2 separate regions of the Gasterosteus aculeatus genome follow, and region 2 is linked to region 1. A link is a contact called in public Hi-C data. All regions are on one chromosome and are shown on one strand. Each heading gives the region's core, a stretch centred on a gene start, on an enhancer-like site or on the middle of the called end of the contact. The rest is flanking DNA. Distances are from core to core; before and after follow the strand shown.

Region 1 (2,822 bases), core at 230-2,729:
AAAGTGTCAGCACTCCTAGTTCTCATGGGCAGGCATTTCTGATTCTATAGTTTGTTTGTTTTTATGTTTACTAAGTGCAAAGGACAAATTATGTGTGTTTCATCTCGGTTTTGTCAGCTAATGTTGGTAAAAGTGACCCAATAGCATGCAATGTGCATGTGTTTTCCGTCATCATGGGCCGTGAAAGCTTCTTACCTTGTCCTTCCCCTGTTTCTCATCTTGATATATTTTCCACCGCTCCCCATCATTACTGTATGCCAGTTTGTATGAGCCAACAAACTGAACGTGGCCAAAATCTTTAGCTCCCTGGGTAATTATACCCGTGACCTTGGCAGGCACAAGCAAGTCCACCTGAGAGAGGAAAGAAACAAAGAAAGAAAGAATGGTAAGTTCCTCAAGAAAAAAGTGACATAGTAAGTTTTAGAGATGAAAAATCTAGTTAGTATCTCTTTTTGGTTTGATGTCATCAGAGGATTTACTGCATAAAGACACCGTGTGCAAAAAGCCAGTTTCAATTATTCACAGAATATTGAACAACAAAGCTGATTCCACAATGTTGCCTCAGCAAAACAGAAATTATACGCTGCATCAACTTCAGAGAACCAGACTGTTCCATTTGGGTTCATTTTGAATAGGTTATGATTTGTTGCAAACAATTTATAAGCCATGGATGCTGGCCAGTAAACACACCAATTGAAACTCTAGCTTTCAATTAGGCTTTATTATTTGGTAAAGTATTTTAACGCTGTTGAGCGGAGATTCAAAACATACACAAGCTGAATCCAAAAAGAACGAGAAAAGAATATATAGTATTATAACTCCATCACGTTTACCTGGCCAACTATACTTTAGTAGGCAAAATATACTTTAATAATGTCAAACACAGGTCAAGCTTTTACATTTTTCCACCATGTTAATTATGTCGAGTGTATATTATATTTAAACAATCGAAATGTAAGAGCGAGGTGTGCAGAAGTGCAGAAAAGCTCACGTTGTGATGGAACATAAAAAGTATTATTAAATGTCACCCCCGTCGGACTTTCACAAACATTAACCAGCAGGTGTTACATCTTCAATTCCACATAAAAGAAACGGTGCAGAAATACATGTTGTTTTTGTATAACAAAACACTAAAAGGAAAAACAAACGACACATTAAGTGTGTGAAATAACCATAAAGGGCATGCTGTTTGATACCAATGAAGAAATATGTGAATAATTGATGGCACTGCATTTTCAATAGCCTAAATGTCCCTCTACAAATGTCTCAGGTAGCAGCCGAATCCAAGCACCCAATCACAATCAAAAAAGGATGAAAAACAGTGGCATTTTGCAGTCACACATATACACATATAAACACATAACCATATGTTAAGATACAATTGTAGAAGCCAGAGAGACAAACATACGTGTACAGTTTTGAGAGGCACATGCCTCTCACCAAATAAAGACCGATTGCACAACACCACCGTGCATATCATTGCAAGCTGCACCACACCGCACCACACTGCGTCGTTAGTGCCTGCAGCATATTACAGCCTCTCTTTTCTCCCAGCAACTGTAAGATTGAGAACTACCCCCGGGTATTAGATGGGTGTTCTTTGGTGCAGCCCCCCTGCTCTGTACATAATTAGGCATAGACCTGGGTCCTGTCACACATGTAGAAAAATGCCGTAGCAAGTCGAAGGCAAACTCTTGGCTTTTTTAAAAAGGCATCCGAGTGGATGAACTCCCCGTTCTCCATTTGTGGGATGTTAAGCTAATGAAAGTAGGACAGCAGGCATTGAAGTTTGCGTGCAGACATAATTTTAGTCCGCTGTGGTTATAGGTATGTAATTATGCAGATGCTGCAGAGCACATATGCACGCTTCATTTGTTGCGAATATACTATTCATGAAGTTCCTCCTTCAAATCGTAGCAGTCTCTACATCTGTGTTTTTGTTCTTTTGAAAAGCAATGCTCACTTCTGCTTTGGAATTGAAATATTTCACTGTAATGTGTATAAGCACCTTTTTAAACAGCCCTGTTACAATACAAAAAATGTCACAGCAACCTATTAAGATATAGCGGGGCAGAAAAAAACACAGCGGCAAGAGGCTGCCCGGTCAATTTAGACGGGCGTGACACCTCGCATCGTGAGGCTTTGATTATGCTCCAGTTGCAGAATGTTGAGGTAATCTCGTTCTACTCCTGCAGTCAAGTCTGCCACCGAAAACAAAGGCAGGCTTGAAGGGGAACCTTTAATTGCTGTCACAGGTAGCGGTCAAAAAATACAACCGCCCCTAGCGACGGCGGCTCTCAGCACTTTGAAGGCCCAAACTGAATTAGGGGGCGAGATAAGCTTGTTAAAGCAAGGCCTCCCCTTCAGCCTTTACCTGCTGTTTTTTCTTCCATCGCGCTCTCAAATCCGCTCCCTCCTCCACGAGCCGTTAACCCAGACAAACAGGGGCCGTGTGAAGTCTTTGTAGCACTCGCTGAACGCTCGTGGCATACATGTTTCAAAGAAATAAACCATGAGAATCAATTTTAGGGTTTGGCTCGCTGCGTCTGAGATAAAAAAATAAAAAAAAAAGATTAATGTAGCTCAAATCTAAACCTGCAGTTCGCCCCCCCCAAAAAAGAGCAGGACATTGAAAAGTGAGAGTGCGCCATTTACATTTACTTGTTCACTTCTGCCAGACTAACACTCATACTCGTTGAGAAGAGAGTTGATTTGTAAATCGCCCGTCCCCATTTGAAGTGGCTTTACCCGTGCAGGAAAAAGAGACGGATGGAGCCAAAAAAGGCTCACTTTCCTTTTTGTCTGAATAAAGCAGTTGCATT
Region 2 (2,822 bases), core at 108-2,607, 63 kb after region 1:
TGAATGCTGATCCAGTGGGTCAGGGTGAATAAGCTTACAGCAATTTCCACTCGACATAACGCAGTCTGACCGTTTTTGGGCCAAATTCTACATTAGAAGGCACAACTGACTCTTCTCTCTTCCGAAAGTCAATAATAGTGCCGTGATCCAACTATTACAGAAGGCTTTCTGTATCCAGCACATCCCCACCGAGCGAAAGCATTTGTCTGCCCACAGCCCACGTTGTCTAGAGAAGTCTTTCCATTTATCCGTTACTGTTACGGACGAAGAATGTACGTAATTTATTTTTTTCCCCCAACTATAGGGCTTTATATCTGGACGCACGGGTTTTATTCCCGGAGAGGAGCACGCAGGAGCGAATAAACGTCTTGAGGAGGATCACTTCGAGGGCGCACAAAATGATGGAGCGATGTATACGGCGCTACGTTGGAATGCGCGCGCCTGGTTCGCCCTTTTTGTCAAACAGAAATTACGCACGGGGAAAAACCCCATTAATTAGTCTGTTTGATCGACTCAAACAAGTGTCCCCAACAACGTAATCCAAGCAAATAACCATAGCGAGCCGTGCAGGGACTAAGAACGGTGCCAAACCCAGCTGAAAGGCTGCTGGTATTACGCAAAACCACACACACTCTCCACACACGCACGTTACATTTCGCTCAGCTATGGACGTGGGCCTCCCTCTTTGAAATAACCGGATGGAAACATGAAGACGCTCCGATTGCTCAGTTTTGGGGGTTACTCCTACGCAACAACAACAACAACAAAACGCTAAATGTTTGGAGACGGCTAATGGCAGCCAGTCACTTTCCAACTCACCCATCACATGCTGCGGGACAGCGGCTCCCAAGCACAGGGCGATGGAAAGCAGGAGCGGTCCCATCCTCTCACTGTGAAACTGCGCTGACTCCCAAGGTTACACAGGTGTGGTGTTAAAAAAAAAAAAAAAAGAAATCACGGAGAAATAGCCCGAAAGTTGTGTCTCCTGCGCTCTCGCTGGGTGGTGGGACCTGGGGTCTGTTGCTCCGTGTCCTCTCAGATGAAGTCCACCTGTGTTAAAGTCAGCGGAGAGACAAGCTCGACACCTGGGTTTGTTTCCCCCCCCCGAGCAGGAACAAGTAAACTGTGGCTGCCTGGTCCTCCCCCCACTCTCTCTCTCTCTCTCTCTCTCTCTCTCTCTCTCTCTCTCTCTCTCTCTCTCTCTCTCTCTCTCTCTCTCTCTCTCTCTCTCTCTCTCTCTCTCTCTCCTCTCTCTCTCTCTCTCTCTCTCTCTCTCTCTCTCCGCTGCCGTCTGCGCTCTTACTGCAGTGGAGCGACGTGGTGAAGACGGCGGCGTGTGCGCCCGCTGCTCATCCGACATCAAGCCTCCCCGAGCTGCGTAAATCTCCACTTCCGGACTAGACCTTTAAAATAAAACCACACAATTCATTTCATTTGGATTCAAAATATTCCCCATTGGTAACACAAAGAAGAGTTTGGCTATAACACATCACGCGTTATAGCCAATATTTCTCTGTATTTCCATGCAGTCTGTTTCACATTAATTGACGTGCACTGTGAAGGTTTACGTAAGATAGTGATGTGTCCTTAAATGGCTGACGTAACGATTTTTTTTTGTCTGGGTTACTTTTGGAAAATTAAAAAAAAGTTAAGCTATTATTCTGAAGGTGCAATCTCTCTTCATCCGGGCTACGCGGTGTAAATTGACACAGCTTCAAGGACAGTCCCCCCCGTTTGGCTCCAAACGCCTGATGGTCAATCACAGTAAACCGACTGAGGCTCTCCTCTCCTCCTTTCTTCCTAAAGGGCAGCTCCAAAAAGACTGCCGGGTTTCAGGCTTTAAATCAGATGCCTTTGCCTTCCCTTAACCTCTTTTTTTCCACTCCACATGGCTTACTCTTCAAGTCCCAGTAAATTGGATAAAGTTGTTTCAAGTATCTTCTCTGTGGAAAGCCTTTATATGTGGGTCCAGCGCTAAAGGGCGTTCTCAAGCAAAAGATTAAATTAGGCAATAATTAAAATGTTTCATACAATGAGTTGCTTAACAAAAGCTACACATAATGTGTATAATATGTGGACATCCTCTAATATTATGTATATATTATATCATTATAACATTGTCTGTTGCTCCAGGAAAACACCTAAGAGTGTGTAATAAACATGCAAGTCACTTCAATTTCAAGGATATTAAAAGGTTAAGAGTGCTTCACATGGATTCCATGACATCGCCATTTTAGCCATCGCATGTCCAAAACATTTTTTTTTACTTCACCTACTTAGTGAAATTACACATAATCGGAAAACTGAAACGGTTGTTCTTGATGACCTACATAGAATCTCATAAATCCTTTGATTCGTAAGAACTAGTATGTAAACTGCTAACTCACAGAAGCATCGTCGAAATTAGATTGTTTTGCAATCCAATGTGCACAAAACAGATTCATGTCCCATGTATGATATTTAAGGCAACCTATTTAGTTTGAGGAAACTTGGAGCTAAATAAATCAGACAATTTCACTTTAGCAAATCCAAATTTACACTAATTGACCTTTGTTTGTTGACTCAAATAATAAATGACTAAATAGCACAAATGTTCCCAATGTTATTTTGCTCATTTATTGGGCTCTCACTTAACTCTTAAGCATAGCATTTGATGGCAAAAAGCGAGCGTTAGAAGTGTTTACTGTGTTGGTTAGGACAAATGTTCTCCTCTTCTGTAGAACATTTTTAAATGTTAAGCAATTGGTTGTTTGGGGGAAAGCATCATTTATAAGGGATATCATCCACTGTTGACTCCTTAATGCTTATTTCCCTTTAGTTTA

The links. Hi-C and Micro-C count contacts between places; a contact is called where the count stands out from the background.
Region 2: a Hi-C map of skeletal muscle shows a contact between it and region 1, with 2.5 times the contacts expected there. The contact joins the promoter of edil3a here to the enhancer-like site in region 1.

Annotation. Positions count from the first base shown.
Region 1 is chr13:11,857,617-11,860,438 of fGasAcu3.hap1.1, forward strand. It overlaps edil3a (EGF like and discoidin domains 3a), which reads right to left. Exons shown (of 10, transcript XM_040195851.2): 9 at 196-351. Among protein-coding and RNA genes, the nearest start is that of LOC144386315, 25 kb to the left of the region's middle. Within about 2 kb of position 1,480, at least 1 of the 9 cell types and tissues checked has open chromatin away from gene starts, as enhancers often do.
Region 2 is chr13:11,921,086-11,923,907 of fGasAcu3.hap1.1, forward strand. It overlaps edil3a (EGF like and discoidin domains 3a), which reads right to left and starts at 1,358. Exons shown (of 10, transcript XM_040195851.2): 1 at 820-1,358. The coding sequence starts at 883.